Linked DNA regions of Mus musculus: all the other regions are linked to region 1. A link is a contact called in public promoter capture Hi-C data. All regions are on one chromosome and are shown on one strand. Each heading gives the region's core, a stretch centred on a gene start, on an enhancer-like site or on the middle of the called end of the contact. The rest is flanking DNA. Distances are from core to core; before and after follow the strand shown. Region 1 holds the start of Setd4 (SET domain containing 4). Region 2 holds the start of Ifnar1 (interferon (alpha and beta) receptor 1). Region 3 holds the start of Get1 (guided entry of tail-anchored proteins factor 1). Region 4 holds the start of Urb1 (URB1 ribosome biogenesis 1 homolog (S. cerevisiae)).

What was found. Promoter capture Hi-C pulls out the DNA fragments that hold promoters and counts their contacts. Capture Hi-C pulls out chosen DNA fragments and counts their contacts.
Region 2: a contact with region 1 is called in a promoter capture Hi-C map of liver, with 3 times the contacts expected there. The contact joins the promoter of Ifnar1 here to the promoter of Setd4 in region 1. A contact is called at or near these places in 2 of 39 promoter capture datasets (liver and pre-B cells) and 1 of 9 other capture datasets (adipose tissue).
Region 3: a contact with region 1 is called in a promoter capture Hi-C map of liver. The contact joins the promoter of Get1 here to the promoter of Setd4 in region 1. A contact is called at or near these places in 1 of 39 promoter capture datasets (embryonic stem cells) and 1 of 9 other capture datasets (liver).
Region 4: a promoter capture Hi-C map of liver shows a contact between it and region 1, with 2.5 times the contacts expected there. The contact joins the promoter of Urb1 here to the promoter of Setd4 in region 1. A contact is called at or near these places in 1 of 39 promoter capture datasets (pre-B cells) and 2 of 9 other capture datasets (adipose tissue and liver).

Annotation. Positions count from the first base shown.
Region 1 is chr16:93,602,471-93,605,170 of GRCm38.p6, forward strand. Setd4 (SET domain containing 4) reads right to left here and starts at 1,345. Exons shown (of 12, transcript NM_145482.3): 1 at 1,096-1,345; 2 at 667-741.
Region 2 is chr16:91,483,954-91,486,653 of GRCm38.p6, forward strand. Ifnar1 (interferon (alpha and beta) receptor 1) reads left to right here and starts at 1,262. Exons shown (of 11, transcript NM_010508.2): 1 at 1,262-1,463. The coding sequence starts at 1,391.
Region 3 is chr16:96,144,009-96,146,708 of GRCm38.p6, forward strand. Get1 (guided entry of tail-anchored proteins factor 1) reads left to right here and starts at 1,392. Exons shown (of 5, transcript NM_207301.3): 1 at 1,392-1,570. The coding sequence starts at 1,469.
Region 4 is chr16:90,809,019-90,811,718 of GRCm38.p6, forward strand. Urb1 (URB1 ribosome biogenesis 1 homolog (S. cerevisiae)) reads right to left here and starts at 1,395. Exons shown (of 39, transcript NM_029497.1): 1 at 1,181-1,395. The coding sequence starts at 1,322.

The DNA of each region.
Region 1 (2,700 bases), core at 95-2,594:
CATTTAGTATAGTGCTACGTAACTGTGCTGAAGAACACACAGGGACTGGAGACACAGCTCAGTGCACAGAAGAAAACGAAGGCAAAACATCTATGCACATAAAATAATAACTAATACAAAAAATACCCGGTCATTATGAAGCACCCATCAGTTCAAAAGTCTTAGAAAAAATAAATAAGCCCCACTCGGTGTAAAGTGGATTTTTAGCTCTAAAGGTCAGAATGATTAAAATGGGCATTCGCAGTAGACTAAAGAGAGCACAAGGCAGAGAGACCGGAAGACATAAAATGACTCCATTCCACATTAGCCTCTCAGAGGCCAAAAAGGAAAGATCCAGGAACAGACAAGAGTGTAGACCAACTGTAGAAACTAACAACAGAAACACAGGCAAGCGTCCTTGGAAGATACATGCTAACATTTAAAACCATACAAGAAATACTGAGTAACACTAAAGTTGAAGAAAATTCTAGTTTAAAAGATAGGGGCGGGGAGTGGGCAGCTGGAGAGATAGCTCCGGGGTTAAGAGCGCAAGGGGCTCCTGCAGATCAGGGTTCAGTTCCTAGCACCCGTATGTGTAACTCCACTGCCTGGGGATCCAATGTCCTCTTCTAGCCTCTCTATACACTGCAAGCGTGTGGTGCGTAGACATACCTGTAGGCAACTTACCTTTATACATAAGATAAACCCCTTTGGGTCCTGCCTCTGGGTAAAAAGAATGCCAGGACTCTGTAACAAAACGCCCTAGAGAACATTATATGAAAGCATTCTTTTTTTTTTTTTTTTTTTTTTTTGGTTTTTCGAGACAGGGTTTCTCTGTGTAGCCCTGGCTGTCCTGGAACTCACTCTGTAGACCAGGCTGGCCTTGAACTCAGAAATCTGCCTGCCTCTGCCTCCCAAGTGCTGGGATTAAAGGCGTGCGCCACCACGTCCAGCATTCTTAACAGCCTTTACTACTTCCATCCTACCCTGTACCGTACTAAAGTGACATCCATCTAACATGTGCCAAACCAGTGGAAATGATTTTAAAATCTACTCTAAAAATAAAGGAGGGCAGGAAAGGACCGCCCACCAAGCCGCCCAGGTAGTTTAATCTACCTCGGCAGCAAGACTTGCTTTACGAGTCAGTCTGGAGCCAGGCACCAGGTCCGTCCTGGAGCCCACGTGTGGTGCACAAGGACGCGCAGTTCCACCGCAGCCCTGCCCCCTGCTTGCCACCGGGGCCTCAGTGATGGCCACACGCCACAGCGCCGTCCTGGCTCGCAGTCCTGGACGGACCGGACATCAATCAATCCATGCCACCCGCACCAGCGAACCAACCCAGGCCCGCTGGCCGCACACCACGCCTGCGCAGTAGTCGCTCTGGTCCTGACTTCCGTTCCGGGAGAGGTTCCACACGCGCAGAGGAAATTGGGGTCTGGAGCTACACAGAACTCAAAAAAGCCAACGGAACCCCGCTCCCGTTGCCCAGGCAACGCCAGGCCCACCGGAAGTGCTCCTGCTTACCTTAGAAACCGCGGCGAAGCCGGGGTACGGACGCAGACCGCTCCACCAGCTACGGAGAAAGCGGCTGCGGTGCGGCGAGCCTACGCCTCTGGCACGCGCATGCGCAACTCCCAGGCCTCCACAGCTACGCCATAACGCGATGAGCATAGCTGCTGACCCATGCTCCAAATAGCCAACGGGAAGTCTTTCCTCACCGTGTCCTTTCTTCCTCCGACTTCCTGCCCCCTCCACCAGACTGGCTTACCTGATCCCCACCTTGCCCTGCCCTCCAGCTGCCAGGACCCAGGCGGTCCATTCTCCCAGACAGCCTGTCCCCCGCCTTTCCTCTTATCCACTATGAAGGCATTTCTGTCTTGTCCCAAGACTGTTACTGGAACTGTTAGGGTCAGAGTAAAAGTACGAATTAGGATTATGGGAAGAAATAAAAAGAGAGAGAGAGAGAGAATTTAGACGTCCTCAAACAGCGAGGAGCAAGCTTTACTCAAAGAAGTGGGTTTTCTAGTTCTAGCTCTGCATGTCGCGATCCAAGCACGGGACTTTGTCACATAAAGACCAGAGGTCAGGAAAAGGCACATTTCATGCTTTAAGCTGGAGTTTTTGTAGCTAAGGATGTGGAAGGGAGAAAGGGACAGAATGAGAAAGCTGGGTTCTGACACTACAGCGCCTGTTGTACGTTTTTGCAACCACTGCCACTGGGATAGATATCTGATGTGTTAGAATGTCAGGTCGCGTCTTAACAGCATACTAGGCCAAAACAGTTCCACGTGGAAGAGGTTTTATTGAGAGAGAGGGACGAGGTGGCGGCGGAAAGAGAAAAGAGGGAGTGACAGAGGGGGCGTTCTCCTTATTTATATGGAAAATGACGTAATGAAGGTAAAGGTGGGAGGTGAGCCAAGTGGATGCTGGGAATATGCTGCAGGTCGCGCTGTCGCCTATGTGATGTCATAGGTTTGGGAGGTCCTGATGCTAACAATATCAGCTACTTTTTATTTCTGCAATCTCTGAATCGCTACGTTTGAATTCAATTTCAGGGTCTTGATTGGGAGGGGGGGTCGCGGGGGGGGGGTGCGGTGTTTGTTCCAGATCCTTTATATGCAAAGGATAGGGGCGACTGTTTCTGTCTACCTAGTTCCTGCTGGCAGGGAGCATCATTTTCTAGGGGTTTGATCTGGCATGACTCTAAAAGAAGTACTGTTT
Region 2 (2,700 bases), core at 12-2,511, 2.1 Mb before region 1:
CAGTTTTCAAACGCTGAAATATGCACCCAGTAACTATCTTTAAAGAACTTAATGTCCTGAGCCACCAGCAAAATGCACACTGACACTGCTTTGCCATTCTACCCCACCCTAGTCAGAATGGCTGACAAGAAATCTGACGAATGATGGTGAGGAAGCAGAGAGGAACTCTTTTTTTTTTTTTTGAGACAGGGTTTGTGTGTGGAGCCTTGGCTGTCCTGGAACTCACTCTCTAGTCCAGGCTGGCCTCGAACTCAGAAACCGCCTGCCTCTGCCTCCCAAGTGCTGGGATTAAAGGCATGTGCCACCACGCCCGGCATAACAAATAAGTTTCTTACTTTTTTTTTTTTTTTTTTCTTTTTTTGGTTTTTCGTGACAGGGTTTCTCTGTATAGGCCTGGCTGTCCTGGAGCTCACTTTGTAGACCAGGCTGGCCTCGAACTCAGAAATCCGCCTGCCTCCGCCTCCCGAGTGCTGGGATTAAAGGCGTGCGCCACCACGCCCGGCCCAACAAATAAGTTTCTTTATAAGATAGTAATCAGACAGAGACGGAGTTAAGGGGGTAGAGAGAGGGCTCAGTGGTTTAAGGGCACGTGCAGAGGACTGGCGTACAAACATGGTAGCTCGGAAGATCAGTAACTTTAATACCAGGGTATCTGCGCTCTACTGGCCTCCATGGGTACCAGGCACGCATATATGTACGGTGCACATATATGCATGCATGCATGCATGCAAAACACTCATACACATAAAACCAGCCTAAAACCACATTATTAGACAAAAGATCCAAACGCTGCATAATTCAAAACCCAAAGATTGAGCGAGTCACAACAGCAAACCATCCCACAAAATCAGGGAATCAAGTATAAAGATCTTGTGCAGTTGAGATAAAAGTGTTGCCGGCGCCTTCCAGGTCCCAGAGTCATTTGATCCACGGCCTCCAGGGATCCCCACACCAGGATTCGAGCCAGTGGACTAGTAACCCCCGGGGCAACGCCTCCGAACCCCCTCCGGACAAAAACAGGAAGCTGAGCCCGGAAGGAGGAGGGGCTGCGCAGGCGCACTGACTGCACCCCGCTTTCCTCTCAGGAGTCTAAGGACAATGCTGGGCAGTCTTTCCGGAAGTGGGGGCGGAGCGTGGCAGGGACCTCAAAGTCCCCAGGCCTTGACTGGACCGCGCCCGGTACTTTCCGAGCCGCTTGCTCGCGGAGAGAGCGTGGCGTCAGCGGAGAAGCTGTGCTGGGTGGAGGGGCGGGGGCGTTCACGGAAGGGGCGGGGCGCTGGAGGGGGCGGGGCGTCGCGGAGGGCCTAGCTGCCCAGAGGTAGTCTCCAGCTCCGCGGTGCTGCTGAGGAGAAGGAGGAGAATGTGAGCCGCCGCCCGGCCTCCCAAGACGATGCTCGCTGTCGTGGGCGCGGCGGCCCTGGTGCTGGTGGCCGGGGCGCCTTGGGTGCTACCCTCAGCTGCAGGTGAGCCGAGGGGCCTGTGCGAGGGCCGGGCACCATGGAGGGAGAGCTGGGCGCGGGTGACCAGAGTCCGCGACGCCCGCCCCCTGCGCCGCTCTTCAGCCTGAGGACGCTACCCGGGCCGAGCCTCAGGGCTGCTGGTGGGCGGGAGACCAGACAGCAGCAGAAATGCGCTCCCAGCCTAGTGCGGTTTGTCCCGGGCTGAGAGGAGTGAGGTGAGAGGCCCCCTAACCGGCCCGAAGTCAAAACCAGGAAACCACTGGGCTAGTTACATCGGGAGAATGCCCACTAAGGGGAGAGACAAGAGTTTTCATAGTGATGTGAGGAACCTAAAAAAGACGACCTAGCCTCACTCCTGGAGGAAAGTTCTGATTCCTCTTAGAAATCTGTATATCTGGGAAGTAAGTGATTGCCCCAAGTCTCACCCCGAAGATGGCCCATTTCTGGCTAGACGTGCATGATGTACATGCAGGCAAAGTGGTCACACATATACAGTAAATCGGAAAAAGACTATTATGAACAGAATACTGTAACTGCTACAAATGCTCTTGGGTCTTTTGTTAATCTCATGAGCACATTTGCTGCTCTTTCTGCACAGAATCAGTAAATCCCAACAGTTGGACTGGAGATCAAGCTAAGAGGATACGGATAACAGGATAGAGTCAGTTTAGGGATGACATCAAAGACTCCGTTGGTGGTACTGGAAGTGTGGCTCAGTGGTAGTGTGCACTTAGCATAGACAGCACTGAGAAACTGACAACTCAGAGTGGGGAGACTTGATGGATAGCTCCTGGTGGCTGAAAAGAAAGAAATTCAGACATCTCAGATGCATCCTCTTACATAGGATGTAACTAGAGGCAGTTCTGTAACCCTCTGGAGTAGAAGCTTGACAGGCGACATGACATGATAGTCTGAGGCAGAAGTTTTCAAAACAGGAGATAACAGTGGAGCCAGACATAGCGTTAAAGGACACTTTTTAAAGTTAAAGCCTCGTTCGGGCTGGAGAGGCGGCTCACAGGTAAGAGCACTTATTGCTCTTGCAGAGGGACCTGGATTGGTTCCCAGCACACAGTTGGTGACTTGCAACCTTCCCTAAATCCTGCTTTGTTCCAGGGGATTGGAATACACTTTTCTGACTTCCTTGGCTATGGGGCACATGTGGTGCACACACAAATGTGCAGGCAGAACACGTATACACATACAGAAAGTCTTTAAAAAACTTGCCTTGATAAGCAGGCAT
Region 3 (2,700 bases), core at 142-2,641, 2.5 Mb after region 1:
ACCAGAAATTTTTTTAGTATCTCGCCTCACCAAGAACAGAGTGGTCCTCCTGTACAGTGGGGACCTTGGTTGATAATTTCCTTTTCATTCTAAAAAGCAGAGATTTGGGATTGAAGAGCAAGCAGGTGTGTGTGTGTGTGTGTGTGTGTGTGTGTGTGTGTGTGTGTGTATGTGTCAAGGTGGGTTTGTGGGGAGGGAGACTTAGACACACTGCCATAATTTCTCACGAGGCTGCTCTTCCTTAATCTATCTAAAACCTCAGCGTGGAGAGAGAGCACCTGGCAGTCTGTCTACAGTCCAGTTGGAAGGGAAGGTTATGGAGTGGCAGTCTCCTAGTCAGCGTGCCCTTTCGTTGAGATAATTCATCCCACCGCTGCTGGTAGAAACACAGGCAGTGTTTCTAGAAGTAACCCGTTCTCTGACTAACGTGGCAGAAAAGACAGCCAACTATCTTCCACTTTATTCCCCATATACAAGTGAGCCGCGGTTCTTTTGTTATGAATACTCATCATTGCCTAAATTTAGATAATTTTATTAAAAGCTCACTGTAAACTTTTTCTTTGTGCGTGCTGAGCATGGCTGGTACCTAAGACTTCCCACATGCTTGGCAAGTCTCTACCAGTCACTATGTGATGTCTTTTGATGAATAAACTTATCTTTTAGGGTGACGATTTTCTACATTGTTCGTGTTTATTAGTGCTTAGTTTTAAAATGTAGTCGAACCATTTTACATGCGACAACGGTTTAGGAAACAGTTTCAGTTACCATCTATGATAAAGTAACTTTCTATTCATGCAGAGGCTTATCCTAAAATAAATTTATTTAAGAATAAAAGTGAGAGGGCTGGTGAGATGGCTCAGTGGGTAAGAGCACCCGACTGCTCTTCCGAAGGTCAGGAGTTCAAATCCCAGCAACCACATGGTGGCTCACAACCATCAGTAATGAGATCTGACTCCCTCTTCTGGAGTGTCTGAGGACAGCTACAGTGTACTTACAATAAATAAATAAATCTTTAAAAAAAATTCATATACATAAAAAAGAATAAAAGTGCGTTAGTTAACTCAGTAAGAACGTAAATAGTTTTCGGTTACTACAAGCAATCACAGTTTGCCAAAACCTGTTTAGCCTCCCGAAGTGGGCTATCACCCGGCTACGGAAGCCGGGAAGGCGAAAGGCGAAAATGGCTGCTAAGTAACATCCCATGCTGCCCCCTAGAGGAGGTGTAGCGTGCGTGCACCGCGGCCCGACGTGTAGCCCTAGCCGTGGCGCGCCGGCGCAGGCGCAGTTGACGACGCCGTCTCCCTGGTGCTGCCATAGCGGAACAGGACTGCAGTGCGCAGGCGCAGTTGACGACGCTGCTCCCAGGCGCTGCCGTAGCGGAGCAGGGCTGCAGTGCGCAGGCGTAGGCGAGCGCGGAGGCGCGGTCACCATGGCGCTGTCGTAGCGGTGCAGGTGCCTGGGATCCAGCATGAGCGCGTCCGAGACGGACCGCTGGGCGTGGCTGCTGGTGTTGAGCTTCGTGTTCGGGTGTAACTTGCTGCGCATCCTCCTGCCGTCCCTGTCCTCGTTTGTAAGTAGCTGCCGGGGGCGGGGAGCGGCCGAGCGCGGGGCCTTGCGCGGTCCATGCTGCAAGCTCTCTTCCTCCAGGTGCCTCCGAGCTTCTCACAGATCGCGAGGTTGCAACCAGCTCTGGAGGGTGGGAGGTCCCAAGCCACGCTTCGCGACAGAGGAGCAGCCCCGGCCCAGCATCCTCACAGGTGCCTGGCTCCGGAGCGGCTGATCCCCGGCTACAGGGAGCCCCCTTCTGTTCTGTCCGTGGGAACAAGGAACACTACAGAGCAATCTAAACAGGCCATACCGTTCTTGCACATTCAGGTTTCTGTTTATGTATGGGGGGTGTTTTTCCTGCGTGTGTATCTGTGCACTGTGTGCTTTCATTGCCAGCAGAGTCCAGAAGAGAGCGCTGGATGCTCTGGAATTGGAGTTACAGACATTAGTTATCTGCCACGTGGGTCCTGGGAACAGAACCCAGGCCCTCTATAGTAGTATCCAGTGCTCTTATCCACTGAGCCATCTCCAGCCCCAACATACTTTCCATATTTTACTCATGCCTGTATAATGAAGTCTGCACACAGTTCTCCAAAGGACTGGATGCAGAAAGGTTTAGAAGGACTTTTCTGTGTACTGGAAGAGGGATTGGGGACTACTAACTGGGGATGGATGTCCCCACACTCAATGACCTGTCTGCAAAGTTCTCTTCATCTGTCCTGCTATCTGTAGCCTTTAAACCATTTAAAAAAAACTATTTGTTATGTGAGAGTTTCGCTTGCATGTATGTAAGTGCATCACACGTATGCAGTGCTTTTGAGTCCAGAAGGGGCATTGATTCCCTGACACTGGAGTCAAGGACTCCATGTGAGCCACTATGTGAGTGTGCTCTTGACCACTGAGCTATCTCTCCACCCTCTTAATCTGTAGCCATTAAAGATTTTATGTGTGTGTGTGTGTGTGTGTGTTCTGAGTGTATGTATATGCACCATGTGAACGAGGTTGCCTGAGGAGGCCAGAAGAGGCAGTCACATTCTCTGGAACTGACTTATAGATGGTGTGAGCAGCCACATGCATGCTGGGAACTGAACCTGGATCCTCTGAAAGAGCCACAAGTGTGCTTAACCCCCAACACATCTCTCTAACCTGTAT
Region 4 (2,700 bases), core at 145-2,644, 2.8 Mb before region 1:
CTTTCAGGAACCGAGCTGGCGCTTTTCTTCTGCCAGGAAGGCTCCTTTCCCTATACAATTCTACAACTCATGAAAAACCTGCTTCCTTGGGGAAGCCTTCTTTGATTTCACAGATCAAGGTCCCAGGCCCATTAGGCACAATGGATAGCTGGCTCCTTCTGGAAGACCCGTGACTATGTGACTTTGCTGGTCACCTGCTTTCCCAAACTATCAGATTTGCAATGGCAAGACCTGTGCCAGGGTTTTATTCGCCCATTACATCTCTACCTAACAAACAGCAACTGCAATTAAATATCGAATAAGTGTGTGGGGCGCTAAATTCTGTGCTAGCAAAGGTGTCATCTTCTAAGCAAACGACCAAGGCGAGGCACCAAACGTTTAAAAATAAAAATTGTAAGAAAAACATTAGCTGAGAATACTTTTTGAGTCAGGGTCTCACTATATAGTGTTTACCGAGTCCCCTGGCTTGAGTTAGCCCAGGGCAGTTCAGGGAGACGGACAGCTTACTCTTCTTTGGACTGGCAGCAGCAGCAGCAGTCAGGAGTGCTCTGCCAACATGACACTGTCAGGATGGCACCAATTCTATCCTTAATCTTCAAATATTTCTAATGTTGGAAGTCAAGGTGTACTTGGTCTGGCACTTTCTAAGAAGATAAGGCTGGCCTTCAACTGACAGAAATCCTCTTGCCTCTTCCTCCCTCTAAAGTGCTGAATTAAAGGCACGAACCATCAAGCCCTGCGATAGTTTATTAACTTTGTAGTTTTGTTAACCTAAGAGAAATATTTCGCTGTCTTGTTTTTACCACCGCGTTGACGTCTGAACATGGTAACATGTTCAACTGTGGTTCTCCTCACAACCAATGTACTCCTTGCACGATTAGAAGTCGTTGTGAAGTGGTGTCACACTCTGCAGCGAGTGAAATTAAATTACAGAATCTGGCCCCTCTCGGTTACCGGTCCGGACAATCCTAGTCACTCGATTTAGTTGTAGGTCCTTATGGAACTTGTTACACGTGACATCCCGCCATTATCAGGGTTGACAGTTGGTTACTATGGGAACGGCTACTGACAGCCCAAGCAAGCTATCTCACTGAACTATTCTTGACTAACTCCGAGCCGGGCTCCGAGGCGCCGCTGTGCCGGCTACTGCCCCGAAGCTGAGGAGTCCGCTCCCACTCACCCGGTCCTGGGCCCTGCGCATCCTTCAGCAGGGTCTTGAACCGCACGCCCGTGAACTCCTCCGCTCGCGTTCGCTTGACTGTGCCAGCGGGGGACGCCGCGCTGCTGGGACCCTCTGACGCCTTCCTCTTGGGGACCCCCATGGCCCAAACCACCGGGCCAGCAAAACGGCACCCTCGGAAAACCCACGCGACCGGAAGCACCGGCGGCAAGGAAGGGGCGGGACTGGAAGGAAAGGCGGAGCCTATGAGGGGAAGCCGGTAAAAGAGCCGGTCTTCGGGTGAGAAAGGGCGGAAGGGGCGGGGCCTGCTGAAGGGGGCGTGGAGAAGGTAGAACACCTGGGGGCGGGGCCTTCTGGGGCGTGTCTCTGGGTGGTGTGGGCGTGGCTTGGTGCTTGGGTGGGGCCTGTAGGGCCTGGGATTTCCCCAAGGGTTCTCTGGCTGTGCTCTGCCTGCAAAGAAAAATCACATACCCGCCCTTAGCTGCAACAATCTGGGGCAGATGGATCAAAATGCTTCCCCTGCTCCCGCAACTCCCTGAGCAGGAAGAACTCCCAGACCCACAAAGAGCAGCACAAAGAGCTCAGATATTTAAAAATCTCTGAGCATTTTAATGATATCCTTTGAACAACTTCATGAGATTGATACTTCCTCAGTTCAAGCCCCCTGCGTGTAAGTGTAAGCCGGGTGAATTCCCGAGGGCTTGACATCAGGTGGACTTACCTCTGAAAAGCCCTAGCTTGGGAATGTGGTCCAGAGTGTCCGTAACCCTGAATCCCCAGTTTTTGTCACAACCCTAGCCAGAAGGCCTAGGCTGGTTAGATGTCATTTCAAGTAACCTCCATCCACGCTTGCTTCCCCCAAACCTTGATGCACTCCTTCTGTGGTGCTGAAGGCCAGGGGCGATCAAAGAAAGCAAGCATTTAAGAAAACCTCCTTGGACAGTGCCCGCATCTCAGCACCCTCGTTAAAAAGGAGACAACAAAGCCGGCTCTCCCCAGTCCTGGGCTGGAGAACGGCAAGTAATGTAATGTTTAAAGAACTGCTTTAAGGGGACAGAGAGTACGATACAGTTTTTATTTGTTGTAAGCTGTTGATTTACAGGCTGCATTCAATGCTCTGGCAAAAATGTGGGAAAGTAAAAACAGTCAGTTGCATAATTAAAAAAAACAGATCTTATCAATATCTTGGTATGTATTTAAAATTCCAAACTAGCCTGTTAGTTGGGAAATCGATGGTTTCTGAAATTCTCTGTCATATTCTTCTAGTCTAATAAGGCACACTTTTGGAAGCAAGTATCTTTTAAGCATCTAAGAATGTGGTCCCTGTCACTCCTATGATTTTAGAGTCCCTAAGAGAAAAACAAACAAACAAACAACAACAACAACACTTGCCTTTGACTTTGAGCCTGTAGCCTACAGAAACAACTGCATCTGTGGGAATCCCTAGGTCCCGGGCCTGTCAGAAAAATGAAGATGACTAAAACCATGAATAATTTTGAGAGAAGAGGCTGAAGACCGAC